3 separate regions of the Mus musculus genome follow, and all the other regions are linked to region 1. A link is a contact called in public Hi-C data. All regions are on one chromosome and are shown on one strand. The core of a region is the stretch at or near the end of the contact, and the rest is flanking DNA. Distances in the headings are between cores, read along the strand shown.

The links. A called contact is a pair of places that touch in the nucleus more often than the background predicts.
Region 2: a Hi-C map of cerebral cortex shows a contact between it and region 1, with 4 times the contacts expected there. The contact joins two enhancer-like sites. A contact is called at or near these places in 1 of 15 datasets of contacts at CTCF or cohesin (large pre-B cells), 8 of 484 Hi-C or Micro-C datasets (the G1E-ER4 cell line, the HL-1 cell line, cerebral cortex and 3 more) and 3 of 115 datasets of contacts at active chromatin or transcription factors (bone marrow-derived macrophages, large pre-B cells and memory CD8 T cells).
Region 3: a Hi-C map of cortical neurons shows a contact between it and region 1, with 2.5 times the contacts expected there. The contact joins two enhancer-like sites. A contact is called at or near these places in 1 of 484 Hi-C or Micro-C datasets (cortical neurons) and 1 of 9 other capture datasets (adipose tissue).

Annotation. Positions count from the first base shown.
Region 1 is chr1:52,798,224-52,800,872 of GRCm38.p6, forward strand. Inpp1 (inositol polyphosphate-1-phosphatase) reads right to left here. Exons shown (of 6, transcript NM_008384.2): 2 at 1,062-1,313. The coding sequence starts at 1,265. Among named protein-coding and RNA genes, the nearest start is that of Inpp1, 18 kb to the right of the region's middle. Within about 2 kb of position 1,353, at least 252 of the 459 cell types and tissues checked have an H3K27ac peak or open chromatin away from gene starts, as enhancers often do. A contact at or near this core is called in cortical neurons, where this site is marked.
Region 2 is chr1:52,293,360-52,296,008 of GRCm38.p6, forward strand. No RefSeq gene overlaps it. Among named protein-coding and RNA genes, the nearest start is that of Gm31955, 11 kb to the right of the region's middle. Within about 2 kb of position 1,327, at least 28 of the 459 cell types and tissues checked have an H3K27ac peak or open chromatin away from gene starts, as enhancers often do.
Region 3 is chr1:52,464,035-52,466,683 of GRCm38.p6, forward strand. It overlaps Nab1 (Ngfi-A binding protein 1), which reads right to left. Exons shown (of 8, transcript NM_008667.3): 6 at 751-913. Among named protein-coding and RNA genes, the nearest start is that of Gm23460, 21 kb to the left of the region's middle. Within about 2 kb of position 1,312, at least 14 of the 459 cell types and tissues checked have an H3K27ac peak or open chromatin away from gene starts, as enhancers often do. A contact at or near this core is called in cortical neurons, where this site is marked.

The DNA of each region.
Region 1 (2,649 bases), core at 103-2,602:
ACCCGCCTTTGTATCCAAGGGTCTCCACTGGTAACAACAGAAAACAAGCTTCCTTCATTTAGCTCACCAAAGCCAGGTAGTAAAGGGCATGAAAAAATATATAGTCTATGGAGATTTTGTATAATTCATGTATTCTCTTCTCACACTGGTGGTCAAGATTTTACTGAATTCTACAGTAGTCCTCAGGTTTAAAAAGTTCAATAAAGATATTGAAGTGTTTTATATTATTTTCTATCATAAAGTTCCATCCTCCCAAATTTAAAAAAAAAAAAAAGAAGGTGGGGCGAGTTATATAAAAGACGACAGAATGCCCAGTGACACAGACTTAGAAACCATTTCCTATGTTGAAGAACTCAAGCTGTCATGCTGGGCAGCGTCAATTCAGGCAACTTACTCCAGCTCTCTGTGACAGCTTCATCCCAGTAGAACAATGGCTCTAACCTTACAGAATTCTTATAGGGGTAACAAAGTCAAGTCCATGCAGCCTCAGTGAGCACTGCTTGCTGGTGTTACTGCTACGACTCAAGAAGCCTGGCTTTTTCTAGCCATTTCCACACATAGAATCACAATCAGTGTTTGTCATGACCATATTTTTATAGTAGAATAAAGGGAGAGTTCGCCTAATTCCAAGCCCATAACCAAAGCAAAACATTAGATAAATGGTTTAGCTGAGAAGCCAAACACTGCTCTGAAATAAGTGGGTCAGAGCGTGGACACACAGAAGGAAGCGTCAGTGGCCCTCGGGAGCATGTAGCTCAGTGTGCTCTGGTGCAGAGAGCATATATTATTTATTAACAAGAAACCCATCAATAAGTAAGAGGGTCAATACCATATACTCAGGTTAGGAATCTGAGCACTCTCATCCTGTTTGCTTTTCTATACTTCAATGATTTCCTGCAAAGACCATTTTAATACTGTAATAAAAATAAGGCAAGGCTGCAAGGTGTTTGTTTGGACCTAAGAGAACATAAGAGTCAGTAAAAGGCCTGCTGTTTATTCTGAGGGAACCAGAGGAAGCACGGAGGCAGGTGTCCTGCAGCCACCGTGGCCTGACCTCTTACCTTGTTTTCCATGTTCTGTTTTATAACTTCCTGCACCAGCACATCCGCCAGGGTCTTGAAATCTGCAGCAAACTTCTTGTTCTTCTCTGCACCTTTCTTCTCCTCAATGAGCAGCTGGAAGAGGGTCTCCTGCTGCCTGCACGCCCTGGCGATGTTAGCAGCCTTCTCGGAGACACAGAGCAGCTCCAGGAGGATGTCTGACATTTCTAAAGCCTGCTTCTTTCTCAGCCTCACCCACCCTCTGGCTCACAGCTGCAAGAACACAAGAATATGAAAGAGAAAGCAGTTCAGGGATGATGTCAGGGCGTCTCTCCCACTAACACATAGCTGGCAGCAACCTGTCAGGGAAGCTGACCTGCTAGTGAGTCACCGCACATTTTCAGCGTGCAAGACTGCAGTTACAATCTAAAGATTGAAACAAACGTATTTCTCAAAAGTCTTGTAAACCAATTACACTCTTAAAGAAACTGAATGTTCAGTGAAAGAAAAAGAAAAAGCCTTGAATTAGAATTTATGTTACAGGGCCATAGCAAGACAGAGTGTCACGACGTCCGAGGAAAGGCAGATTGCTACAAGGTCCTTAATCATGACACAGCTTTATCTCAATTACATTGACGTAATTCTCTTCTCTGTGAGAATGGTGAGGGATGACAATCATGCTGCCAGATCCATGTGCTAAGTGGATGAGCAGCAGGCATTGTGTCTTCCAGACTCTGAGGCCGGTCTTGGGCAAGCACTATAAAGCAGCTCACAGCCAACTCCACTCAAACATTCCAGGGACATATTCCATCTGCCACCAAGTAGCAGCCTACACACCAAAGCAAGGGGACTTACACCTTGTTGGACTTGAGAAGTTCTGTCTTCTAAGAACCATGTAGTATGCCTACATCATTATTTCTATTCTTTATTTCTTCTCTCTCTCTCTCTCTCCCTCTCTCTCTCTCTCTCTCTTTCTTTCTTTCTTTCTAGACCTGGCTGTCCTGGAACTCATTCTGTAGACCAGGGTAGCCTGGAACTCAAAAGATTCGTCTGCGTCTGCCTCCCAAATGCTAGGGCTAAAGGTGTGTGCACCACACCTGGCTCCTATCTACTGGTGCTGCCTCAAAATGCTTCTGTGGTCCTCTTCCTGTTCAAAGCCTGAGTCGTTCTGCTTCCTCTGTCGTGAGATTACCCTGCCCTGTGTGACATACAGTTTGGAAACGGAAGCTTAGAGGGTTGAGCAACTTCTAAAAAAGGTTACACAAGACTAAAACATGGGGCTCAGAACTGCCCCCACACACCCCACATCAGGTTTCTTTATTATCACAACAGTTTCCTCTATGAAAAGAAGCTTGAGGCTGGGAACCACTCAGCTGTGAAAACACTGATGTGGGGGTGTGGCAAACTGTTAGAGCCTGCTTGTCTTAAGTCTGTTCAAAAAACAATTTTTTTTTCTTCCTGAGGAAATATGTTCCTCAACAGAAATAAAGGAAAGATGACCAACACGGAGAGATGTCCCTTGTCACAACTGCAGTTGCTTTACTGCCAGTGGTCGTCTCTGGAAGGCAGTAGTAGACAGGTGCTAACTCCCTGACACTGGAAACACACA
Region 2 (2,649 bases), core at 77-2,576, 500 kb before region 1:
GAAGAAATCCTTTAAAGACTGGCCAACCTAGTCCTCTGTTGTGACAAGGAAGAGTGGGGCCCAAGAGGTCTTTACCATGTGCCTAGCACTCAGACTCATGTCCTGTGCTTGATTCTTCCTCCAGAGAGTGTTTCCATGGAAACACTGGAATTTATGTAGATGGTCTTAATCTAACTCCTCAGTGACTTTGTACATGTGGAAAGCAGCCAGATCTCATGGGTGGATCATTAAACTAGAATTCTTTTCTAAGCACGCCAGTACCTTAAAGTGTGACCTTGACTTAAGACAGGCCATCCACCTGTTGAAAGAAATGACCCCAGGGATATGGGCCTGCTGCCTCCATTAAAGGCCGGCTCTTCAAAAACATGCAGAGCTAATCAATCCCTTCTGGTTTCTTCATGCCGAAAGGGACTGTTAGGAGAATTATAAAGATAATATCTACAAAGGACTTTGAGCTCATTCAATAAAAAAATGTGTTTATATGGCCTGAGGCGCTCTGGTAGACAGACTTTATGTATTAATCGTTGTGTCTAGAGGTACACACAGGTGTGGATTCAGAGGCCCAGAGCTAAAATATTTAACTCAGTCCTGTCCTTCAACACCTTTGGAGACATGGGGTGGTGGTGGGGGGGGGGTTCACCATAGTGCAAGACCTTGAGCTGTGTCTGAGTTTATGTGAACCATGTGTACAGGAGCCCTCCAAGGCCAGAAAAGGTGTAAAGCTAATTTGAATGACTGACATGATTCATCTTTCAGTGGAATGACAGTCAGTCAATGTGAGTTTGAGGGGTATTTCTTGCTACCCCAAAGTACTGTGTCATTCATGTGAAGGGCTCTACATTTCATGTTGTATTGTAAGATATAATTTGGGTTCTAACAGCTTCTTCTTGACACCAGTATTTAACCAAGACAAAGTCATCAAAATGATATAAATGTGATAATCACATCTATTTCTTGGAAAAAATTTTTAAAGAAAATGTGATTAAAGCACTATAATAGTGTGCGTGGATATCGAAAATGTGATCAAATCTCCACAATGGGGATGTTCATGGATGCTGAAGGAGGAAAGATCACACCCACATTTCTTATACGATTCAAACATGAGGTCGATATATAAAAGGGATTTCTAATTGAGGAAAGGATAAAAATGGTGGATATTGCAAAGTGTTAACTTTCAATAGAGGTGACAGTGAACAAAGCTGTGGAAGAGAAAAGAACCAAGTATCAGGAAGCCGTAAAAATAATGATTGGAGTCGGACAATAACAGATCAAGAAACTGGAACCTGATGAAAAAACCCACAGGGAGCTATAAAAGAGGCATTTGAAACAGGAAGTGATGTGGGAAGGGAAGATAATTTTAGCCTGCTTACAGGAGGTAGCAGCTGTGGGTGTGAAGAGAACAGATTAATTTTAAATGTGTCCCAGAAGTAAGATTTTTTTTTTTTTAGAGTGTGGGAACAATGATGAGGGGAACCCAGTTGAGAGCTGTACCAAGCAGGAGTCCAAACAGAGTATTGTTTCCATTTTTGGACACTGGGCACACAGAAACTTTGATTAACTAGGTCATTCAAGACACCAGGGCCAAGGAACAATATGCTAATGGTGAGTCTATAGATAGAGTAAGGGTATCTATAGATATAGAGATATTGGCAGCTCTGCTTAGATATCTGCAGGTCTACTATAAGGAAGAAAAGGATAACACCTGCCTGAACATGTTCAGAAGAAAGCAACAGACCAAGACAAGTTAGAGTAAATGTTGCTCAACAGTTATGCATGCCTGGTATCAAAATAGGCGTGGGTAAAGCCATATTCTGCACACATTTGAGTGGATAATGTTTAATAACTGGGCTTATTTGACACTCTTGTACAAATCCCTCTCCAATTAGAGGGGCATGTGACTTGTTGATATGAACTTGAGTCTTTACACATATGATGCTACATTCTCCATCTCTTATTTGAAGGCTACTTATCATCAGTTAACACTACCTACCAAGAGGAAAAGTAACCAGATATACTTGTGACCACCATTTGTCATAATAAATTAACTGGTATGTTAAACATCATCTAAGAGTTTTGATTTTTCTTAATTAGTTATTTATTTTGGGATCATTAGCAAGAGCCTCTGAAGGCCTTTCTTCTTGTTAATTACCCTGTGACATAAATTAAAGTCCAAAGGACCAAGAGATAACTCAGTGGTTAAGAGCACTTACTGCTCTTGCAGAGGACCCAAGTTTGGTTCTTAGTACCCACGTTGGACAGTTCACAATTGCCTGTAACTCATTCCATGGGATCTGACAGCATTTGCTGGACTCTGTGGGCCCAAACACTGACATATACACCCCCTTACATATTCCTAATTAAAAATAAGTTAATGTCTAAGTGGAGACTAATGAGTATTCAAACTGAGGAGCATGGGGAGGGTTTGACAATAGATCTATAAGACAAATAGTTTACCAATAGCGAACAGCATAGTCCCATCTCTTAGATAAAGAGATCTCTTAGGTTATAAAATTATACATATAAAATTAGGTCCAAAGGTCTGTGAAGTGGCTCAATGTGTAAAGGTGCTTGCTGCTGGGCCTGAGAACCCAAGATCTATTCCCAGTACCCACATGGTAGAAGAAGAGAACCAATCACTGAAAATTGCTC
Region 3 (2,649 bases), core at 62-2,561, 330 kb before region 1:
TAAATAATACATAAAATAAGACAATATCCTTCAGTATACTATTTACTGATATTGAAGCTAAGGACCGATTTACAGGGCTACACACCATTCCTCGCTACTTGAAGCTAAGCTGTGCATAAGCAAGGATGTCTTTTGCACTGCTCTGCCTTCTGGCCTTGGAGGCCTGCCTGGCATATAGAAAACACTTCAAAAAACCTTTTCAATGAGTGGATGACAATGACATGGGGTTTTCTTCATACTGAAGACAGGAGAAAAGCCAAAAACATTTTTTTTTTCAGAGTAGTAAAAACACTCATGACTCAGCTTTCTAACACAGACTTGTGTTAGGAAACAAATATACATTTTAGACAAATTGATTTTTGAAATTTAAAGAACGATGTTTCTGTCGTTTGGAAAAGGTGAGGGTGTACTTCAGTGGAAGGCCCTGGGTTCAATCCTAGCACCACAAGGAAACAGGTGCTATCAGCAAAGCAGCATCTTTGACGGAATCTGTTTCTTAGGGGAAATGGGCTGTATTCGCACATCCCTGTCCTGACCAAGCCTCTACACATGCGCAAGCTACAGTACAGGAATAATAAAACGTAAGGACTTTTAGAAATTAAAATATACAGGATGCAGGATGACCACTTTCCTCTGAAAAGGGACTAGTGAAAATGGATTTCTGCAGATATGATCCCTTCAAGACATAAAGGAATCCATTCTCCCCACTTCTCTTTGAGAGGCAAGTGGCCAGTCACTGCAGAGGCTCACCTTGTCCATCAGAGCTATCAGAAGGCAGGCCGCCATCAGGGCTCTGCTCGCCGGAGCTCTGCCTGTAGAGCCCGGCCGTGAGTCTCCTCTCCTGCTGCAGCCTCTCATACCCGGCCTGGGCACACAGGAGCTCCATCTGCTTCGCCATCCCCTTTTCAGCCTGCTAGTGAGTAAAGCAAAGATAAAAGCAATAACTAAAGCATTCTAGATTTCTTCATGGCCTGATGCTGCTAATTTGAGACACCAGCGAATGCATTTAGTATTTATTAAAAGGAGCTCACACTTCCTGTGGATGTATATCTGCCTCCATAACTATGAATGCATGCTTGTGTCATGTAAGACACCAGGTTTGTTCAAAAGGTTTCCTTTCAGTCCCATAAAGAGAACTCTATGTAAACTCAAAGCCAATGTAAGCTTCACTTTGTTTCCCAAGGTTCTGAGTCCTTTAAAGGATTTCCCCTTCTTTCTAAAATAGAAAAAAAGAAAAGAAATCAAGAAAGAAAGAAGATGGAAAAAAAGAGCCTAAGAGCAGCAGCAACATCTGCTGTCAACTGCTTTGAGCACAGGGTGAAATCCTGGCATCTTATTTTAGGATTTGGCGCTACCCAGATTCTGCTATGATGACAGCCTGCTTGGAGGAGAAAAGGTGTAAAATGCTTGTCTAGAAGAACAAGACAAACACACCTCCCACCAAAATTAAACAATGCAAATTATGCAGAGAGGCATCCCTGCCAGCAAGGATCTCTGCCTCCATCCCAGAGTGAAGCAGCATTTCCAAACCACGCATAGATGGACATGTTTGAAACAGAAGGCTGCTGTGTGACATATGAGGTCACCTCTGCACGTGTTTTAGAGGCTCCTTTTCTGTGTTCTGCTTTAAATTACTTGCATGTGATATTCAAAGCAGTGTGTCTATATGACATTTGCCAATGAAGTAATAGTCAAAATGCAGATATGATTCATTATCATGTTATATAAAAGTACTATAAGAATGCCACTATGTAAAATTGGTTACAAAAGTCATGATTCACAATTTTAAAAATCAATAGATGGAACACATAATGGATTAAAAAACAGAAGAAATACCCTTATTACTTTTCTAGACATGTACAAACCAGATCAAAGGTAACAACTTCATTTTGGCAAGTTAACTGGGGACATTTCAACAGGCCATTCTGGGAGGGAAACATAGTAGCAAGGTTTGGCAATACTAAACGGGCCTGCAAACAGGTCTGCAGTTCTGTCTAAAAGGGACATTCACACACGGACTTTGGAAATGTCCACTTCTGAGCACATACATAGTTAAAAATTGACTAAGATTTTGGGGTAGGAGGATAGCTATTGTAGCACACAGTACTGGCTGTAGAAGCCTGAGAAACCAAATTCAAATCCCAGCACCCACATGAAGAACTGAGCTGGGAGGTATGCGCCATGACTCCAGCATGAAGAACTGAGCTGGGAGGTATGCGCCATGACTCCAGTAGTGGGGAGCAGATCCAGCTGGGTTCCTGGGGCTCTGCAGCCAGCTAGAAGAACAAATAAGAACAAGGCTAACAAGAGCCCTGTCTCAAAAAAATCAAGGTGGGTGGACCCTGAGGAACCACACCCAAGGCTTCCGTCTGGCCTCTATAAACAGGTGCACACATGAGTACACCTACCAGCACCCTTGTGCACCCACACAAGCATGCACCCCCTGACATATACACAGAAATTAATAAAATTATCCAAAGCTACACACTAATTTAACAATTGTTCAGTAATGCTTTAAATGGGGTAAGAGTAGCAATGTTGACGATATGTTATTGAGATCTTGTGCTATTTTACCTAAGAGTTGTACCAAAATGGCTGTTTTCCCTGATACTCAAAGAATGTGTCACTTCCTACAGAACTACAGAGAGT